Regions from separate parts of the Rattus norvegicus genome. Here region 1 is linked to region 2. Evidence: chromatin contacts called from public Hi-C data. All regions are on one chromosome and are shown on one strand. The core of a region is the stretch at or near the end of the contact, and the rest is flanking DNA. Distances in the headings are between cores, read along the strand shown.

Region 1 (3,731 bases), core at 1,076-3,575, 210 kb before region 2:
GAGGCAAGTTCCAGGCCAGCTTGGTCTACAGAGCCAGCTCCCAACCAGATGGGGCCACAGTGAGACCTTTGTCTCAAAAAATAACTATAACAGCAGAAACAGAATTATTAAACAAAGCCCCAAGGCATCATTCGTTCCCAATGCCCTAGGATGTGTAAGTCCCTCAACTGAGCTGGGGACAATAAATGACCCTAACCTTGGCTTACTGATGGCTCAGCTTCTGATCCAAGACTTCTGCTTGCAGGAGGGAATGAATTTCTAATGATCAATTCTAGAAGTGAGTGATATCTCTGTCAAATACACAAAGTGTAAGTTCAGATTATGAACCCAAAGGTTAAAGCTCAGAGTCAGAACACCTATAAGCCCACCACAATGGAGCCTGAAATAGGGAAAAAAAAAAAAAAAAGAAATAGTTTTAAGTCTTGTTTTTACATATACCCTGGTTTCCCTCACTAAATTTCACAAGAGGTTGAGAGAGCACACCTATATAACATTTCCTAGGCAACAATGCCTTGGAAAGAGCTCAGCCCAATGCAGCACACAGTGCTCCATTCAACAGCTATTAACACTTCTCTACTCACAAATAAATGGAAGGAAATTCCAAGCTTCAAACTTTAAAAGTCGCTGCTTTAAAAAAAAAAAAAAAAAAAAAAAAAAAAATGCGGGTTGCCAGCACTGCAGTTTACCAGGAAGCAACACTGCCTTTAATTAGTAAGATATTTTCCAGAAATAGATTTTATTAAATTTTAAAACCCTCTCAAACAAGTAAGTGAATACATACTATAGGAACAGTCTAACATGAGGGCGACATACAGCAGTACAGCACTTGCCTAGGACTCAGAACAGCCTTTCCTAGCACTGCCCAAAAAAAAAAAAAAAAAAAAAGCTTGTCCTTGAAAGAGATGCAGTCATTGTCCAAGCTATCCATAAAAATCATTTTGAATCCACTATATCCTATATACTTACCCACCAGGCACGCCTTAAATTTCAAAGTCTTTTGTCTAACAAGTTTCTTCCCCAAAACATATGGGTCCCTTTCAGTTGCTCAGAACCCTTCTAACAAGAACCGAAACTAAAACTCAAAAGCCCCTTAGTGTCAGAAACTGCTCTGAGGCCAGATACTATTCATGCTTTAATTATACTAAAAAAATAATAATTTTAGAAAAAAAACGAAATCAATAAGTTCTGTACAAACCCCACAATGTATTGGAGTCATCAAAATGGGGCAGACGACTCCGATAATCCAGGTAAATGTTCCCCCCATTACTGCTCAAATCTAAAACAAGTCCCAGCCGTTAAAATTGTACTAATTTGGCTTGTTTGTTTGCAAGAAAATCCACCTTAGTAATTCCTAAAGCTGTGCACTGAAAATACTAAGACCAATCACGCCAAATAAATTCTGGGTATGGGGGCAGGGAGGGGGGAACATAACTTGCAAGTGCCTTTTTTTCTTAAATCCTAGATTTTCGGGGGGCTTTCTCTCTCCTGAGAATTTTTGTCTTTAAAAATCACTGATTCACGAAAAATATTCCCAGGTCATCGCTCACTCCAACCCAGAGCATTAATTCTTCTAAGACTTTACAAATTTAGAAACACCAACTCAAGCCTTCCAGTAACGCACGGAATAGCGTTCCCTAGCATCCTGGCGTGGGCAGCATCAGGTTCACGGTCATTCCGCTTTGGAACGGAGTTCTCCCGCGGCTCGAAGGATGTAGGAAGATCCCAGGCTGGATAAGGCAGGGATGGGAGGGAAGCGCAGGGGAGGGAGGGCAGCGGAGAGGACCGCGGAAGGCGATGGGCTGCGGGGTCTGGGAGGAGAGGAAGAAGCCCTGGAGCATGACGAGGGCCGCGGCAGCCATCCCCGGGAGCTTCTCCCGGGCTCGGGCAGGCGTCGCTGAGGCAGCGGCTTCGGGAAGGAAACCTGGTGCCCGCCCAGCCTCACCTGCAGGGTCACCTCCCGGGGGTCCCAGTGCGGCCGCAGGTGCTGCAGCAGGCTCAGGGCGCCGTCGCGGCAGCGCTGCTCCTCCTGGTCCTGCACCGTCACGTCGAGCTTCGGCACCTCGGGCGAGCCGGGCGGGACGTGGATGTAATTGGCCATGGCCCAGGCGACGGCGGACACGACCACGACGACCACGGCGACGGCGACCACGAGCGCGGCGGGCGCCGGCAGGCTGCTGGACCCTTCCGTCCCGGGGCGCCCTCGGCGGAGGGCTGCGGCCGCTCGGACGCACGGGCGGGCGGCGGGGGCGACGAGGCGGCCGGACGGGGTGCGCAGTGCAGAGACGCGGAGGGACGGTCGCTCTCGGGAAGATACCTTAGTGCGCTAGACCGCGGGCAGCCGCGAAGCATGCCGGGACTGGCCTGACGCTAGCGTCACGCCGAGGGCGGAGCCTCGGCTGCGTCAGGCGGCCGGCGGGGTGGCGAACCCCGCGGCACAATGGGCGGGCCTCGGGGCTCTGGGGTATTGGGGTCTCGGGGAGCGCGCACCGCCAGGCACTCCGCTACTGTGGGGTTGGCTGGGCTCCTGCACCCGAAGGAGTCCGATCGCTGCCGAGCCCTGCCGGAGCGCTTACGAGCCTTGACGGACCGTGCCGAGCACGGTCGAGCTTTGCCGAACCCTGCCGGGGCTCTAACGAGCTTTGCCCGAGCCCTACCGGAGTCCTACCGATTTCTGCCGAGCCCAGCCGGAGCACTGTCGAGCTTTGCCGAGCCCTTTCGAACTCTTCCGATGCGCTGTGGCGTGCTACCCAAGCCCTGTCCGGCGTAATGAAGCGTCACCTTGCTAGATCACTAGGGTCGTGAGCTCTGCTTACTTAGGGCTGACGTTCTTACGGGACGCAGAAGGCACGTCCTGAAATAACTCTAAATTTAAGCTGTGAGCTTGGCCACAATCCGGCCAAGCTGGATTAATTTGGTCGTCTTGTTCCTGAAGCTCTGTGCACAGAACCACACGCTTGCTTGGTTCAGCAACCAAATTCCCTTTGGCGGTACATAGAAATCACAGTATTTGGAACATTTGAGAGTAAACCGGTGAGTGGTGTGATGACATACTCCTGTTATCCTAGTCCTCAGGTGCCTAAAGCAGGATTGTCGTGAATTCAAAACCAGCCTGGGCTGCATAGTGAGTTCCAGGATTGCCAGGGCTACTTAGTTATCAGCCAATCGATAATAGGGTAAGACGACTGTAACACTCGTTTTAAGCGTCAGATACTTGACCTTGCTGAGAATTATTTAAAGTCAGTAAAATAAGGTAGCGACTAGGAGAGAATTGGAAAGAAAAATAGATTGCTGTCACAGCGCTCCCCGGGACTTGCACGGCAGCATAAAACCTCCAGTAGGAAACCAGATCACCTACAAGTATTTGATCTGCCCTTATGCTTTCCTTTTATGACGGAGACAATGGAGGTGTCCATTCACCTTGGCTTCTGGCTTCCCACGGGCTGAATACAAAGTGAACAATTTGTGAATGGTCAAGTGGTTTATTACCTAGTAGCACACATTTATGTTCTCATTGTTCTGAATGAGCCTACAAACCACTGTAAGTCACAAAACGTAAGTCTGGAATAATGATAAACTTCCTACGCTACAGAGAGGGAAGTCCACTCCTGCATTTTTGCAACATTGTAAGTTGAACAGTTGAACATTTTCCAGACTTGGGTATGTGTTTTTAAAAATCTCTATGGAAGACCCTACTTCCAGTACCCTGCATAAACAAGCAAGCAAGCAAGCAA
Region 2 (3,900 bases), core at 634-3,133:
AGTCCGATGGCCACTTACCTTTGAATGAGTCAGTAGATTTGTAGGAAGGGAGGACCCTGTATGATCTTTTTGCTTCTTGGTTTATTTCTTTCACTCTTCAGCTGTATGGAGAGTTGGAGGAAGAGAAACTGGGGTCATTTGTGTTTTGTTTTAATTATAGGGAGGGGAAGGGATAGATGATGTGTCTATAGCCCTCAAAGATGGGAAATGCCCCATCTTCATTTTCGTTTAACGTCTACTGCATTTTTAAATTATGTGCCTGTAACTGTGTGGAGGTATGCATATGTGTGTGCAGGTGCCCCAGAAGGTGGCACCCCTCTCCCAAGCTCTTGTACTGAGCTACCCGCAGTGAGACCTAGGATCTGAATACAGGTCTTCTACAAGAGCCGTGAGCTTCTAACAGTCGCAGGGCAATCTTTATTTTCCCTAATTGTATTAGGTTCCACTCCGGAGTCTGCCTGCCTGTAGGGGCACTGAGCAGTCTTCCTAAGAAAAGCTGAGTAAGGCGGGTAGATAGCAGGGGCAGGAAAGTCTCAAGTTTCACTTCTCCCTGCTGAAGGTGCTAAAAAAGACTTGAGGGCAAAAACTGGTCAGTGGGGACCGTCTGGAGTGCTGCTCACGGCTGAACAAATGAAACGGTGACCCGAGCTTTTGGTCCTGTGACAACTAAGCTAGCTGGTTTTGGAAGCTGCAGACTTTCTTCTTTGTCCTTGCACAGGATGCTTAAGCAAATAGAGCAGGCAGCCGCTAGGAGGAACCAGAGCTTTTTCCACCTTCTGCCAGGGCGAGCAGAAATGGCTTACAGCGAGACTCTCCACTAGGCGGGTCCAGGCGGGTGGCACGTTTCCAAGGTCGTGGTTGTGATAAGCTTGCCTTTGCAGCCTTTTAAGAAGAAACAGAGGCAGAGTTGGTTTTTTGTTTTTTTTAATCTATAGAGGCAGAGGAGGTGTTAGCTCCCCCAAGGTGTGCGGGCCACATGCGTATGAGGATGCCTCTCTGTTCCTGTTCTCTGTAGGGTGGAGGCAAGGTGGTGGATCCCAGTGTGCACGCACCTCCCCTTGTGCCCGCTAGCATCAGTGTGTGTGTGTGTGTGTGTGTGTGTGTGTGTGCGCGCGCGCGCGCGCGCGCGTGCACGAAAGTGCGTGCATGGAATCGTAGCTCAGCACGGGCTGATCTGATTAAGGGAGCCTAGGAAGGAATAAATATTCGCCAGCCTCCTAGCTGCTCGTTTATAACCAATCAATTGCTGAAAGGCGAGGGTGACAGCAGCCTGGGCACAAGGGGTGCGGGTCCTCAATCTGTGCATACTCGGGGATAGACATATGCGCGTGTGCATGCACGCACCAGAGGGGCTGCCGCTCTTATTGTCTGCTTCCCTCTGCAGAGAACAAGGGCAGCGGCGAGGGGCCTGCACCCTGGGCTAGCGTTGCGGCCCCAAGCAGGTCACGGGAGGCAATTTCGCGGGTGGGGGAGGGCGGGGGAGACCTTGATTTCCACCAATCCCGGGGCGCGTGTCTGCGGAGTCTAGGGCGCAGCGGAAGGCTGCGGTGCACCGCTGAATGAACTGATGAGAGAGAGTTCTAGGATTGCCTGTGAGGGGCGCGGAGCGAGGGTCCTGGCGGGCGCGGCTGAGGCGCCGGGGGTGGGCTAGCGGTCCCGGGCCACCGTGGAAATTTCCAAGGACTTGGTGTGGCGCGGAGAGCGCATCTGGGGGGTGCCGGGCACCGCGGCGGCGCAGGAGGCGGGGAAAGGGCGGTGCAGGGCGCAGGAGCATCTCTTTCTGGAAGGGACACAACCCGTCAGACGTCCAGGAGCCAGCCGCGCCTCTTCCAGGACCCCAGCCGAGGGCGACCGTGATGCTGCAGTAAGGGCGGGAGCAACCGGCCCCACTGCTCTCAGACCCCTTCAGCGCCCACTGTCTGCAGGGAAAGAGACCAAGGCTCGTGATTTGCCCGGAGGCCACTTCCTCTAGCAAGACATCCCAGTAAAAGTTGCATTGGCGAAGATCCTTGTAGCTGACCTCTGAAGCCGTGGCGTGGGGGTTCCCCAGTCGTGCGTGTGCGAGCTGGAAAGCCAAAGGTGTGTGTGCATGGGGGGCCAGCCACTGGGGCATTCTCCGCTGCCACTTTGCCCGGCGTTGTGCTGAGGCTGCCACCACTGACCCTGGGACACCGAGGCTGCGATGAGCCCCTGCGGGCGGGCCCTACATACATCCAGAGGGGCCATGGCCATGCTGGCGCGGAAATTCCCGCGTACCCGGCTACCCGTGGGAGCCAGTGCCCTCTGTGTGGTGGTCCTCTGTTGGCTCTATGTCTTCCCTGTCTACCGGCTGCCCAACGAGAAGGAGATCGTGCAAGGAGTGCTGGCGCAGCGCACAGCTTGGAGGAGGAACCAGACGTCAGCCAGGCTCTTCAGGTACCTACTATTGGCCGCTGCTCGCCACCAGTATCCTTCCTGCTAGTGTGCAAAGGACAGAGTCCTATGTGAGGCTTCTCTGTCCTGCGCCCTCTGTGCTGTGCCCAACCTAGATAGAGACTTAAGTCAGGGTCTCTGTCTCATCCCTCACGCCAAGAGGTGTTTCAAAGCACCTTTGCGAATCAAAGATTTGTTATTTAGTCCGCGCTGGGTTTTCAATTGACCCATCTCTGTGGGAAGGGAGACCCAGGACAACTTAGAGCCTGTTACTTTCAGAGAATTTATTTCTTAGATTCTGCGGATGTTTGGTGCTAAGGAGGAGTAAGTTAGAAGTAGGTTAAGAGGCGTTCGGGGGCAGTTTGGAACATAAATCAACGGTGCAGGAATGATGGGCAAACCTCGTCACGAAAACCTGAAAACTAGCCAGGCCTTTCCCGTGGCTTTGCGCAGTATGCCCATTGCGAGTTTGGAGTATGCAACCATGACCCACTAAGCTTTGGACCTGCTCGATTTTTGTGTTAACATTTCAACAACTTTTTTGATGACATAATTTCTCTTCTGACCGATTCTGTGGCAGAACACGTTACTAGCCCAAGGTCACTCATTATTTATGACAAAGTCCAGGTGCTGGAATCTTTACCATTTTAATGATCCAGAGCGCCTGTTTACTTTTTGCTTAGACTACGGAAGGAATGTTTGTGGGAGGTGTACATGAGGGAACTTGAACTCAGAAAACAAAACTCAAGGCCAGGTTTGAAAGGGGACAGCAGAGTTCTCAAGCTGATAGTTTCTCCTCTTGGGGAAGTTGCTAATTTGAGGAACAGAAGACAGGTTTGCAGCAGGAGTTGGGGGGCTAGATGCAGCACAGCTAAGAATCTCTTTGTGTGTTGCCCGCATGTTGGGGGAACTGGTGGGTCTCTGACTGGGACTGTGAGGCAGTCAGCCCCTTCTCATCTTCAGCCCTGGTGCCAAGTTATTGCCTTGCTGGCCTTTTCTGGTGGTGGTCTGAGGGAGGAGCTGAGAGACAGGCAAGAGCCAATGGTAAACTTTCCCACTGTTATTTTGGTCCAAAGCAAAATCTTTAAAAATAAATAATTTCCCTCCTTAGGCTCACTTCTGGAAAGGCCAGAGATCGGACAGTTCTTCCAGAATCTAGAGGAATGTTTCCTTTCGGCTGATGCTTCCTTTCAAATTTTCTCTTTCTCCCTCGCCAGACCTTCTTCACTCTGTCATTGTTAGTTTTAAAAGTAATCCCACTGTCCTCAAAAGTACACAGAGATGAATTCTTTTCCAGCTTAGCCGTTCCCGACTGTTGGGCTCTAAGGCAGGTGGGATGCACACCCCTGTGGCTCTGTACAGATGGGAGGCACTTCTGAGTGGCTCTTTACAGAGAGAAGGCATTTCTCAGCTCAAGAAATGGCTGGAAATGAATGAGTAAAGAACTTCCCATTGGCTTGCAATGAAAGGGCCTGTTACATATATCGA

Evidence for each region. A called contact is a pair of places that touch in the nucleus more often than the background predicts.
Region 1: a Hi-C map of liver shows a contact between it and region 2, with 1.9 times the contacts expected there. The contact joins the promoter of Etnk1 here to the promoter of St8sia1 in region 2. A contact is called at or near these places in 2 of 12 Hi-C or Micro-C datasets (Schwann cells and liver).

Annotation. Positions count from the first base shown.
Region 1 is chr4:177,855,737-177,859,467 of GRCr8, reverse strand. It overlaps Etnk1 (ethanolamine kinase 1), which reads right to left and starts at 2,325. Exons shown (of 8, transcript NM_001107894.2): 1 at 1,943-2,325. The coding sequence starts at 2,098.
Region 2 is chr4:177,649,536-177,653,435 of GRCr8, reverse strand. It overlaps St8sia1 (ST8 alpha-N-acetyl-neuraminide alpha-2,8-sialyltransferase 1), which reads left to right and starts at 1,883. Exons shown (of 5, transcript NM_012813.3): 1 at 1,883-2,415. The coding sequence starts at 2,183.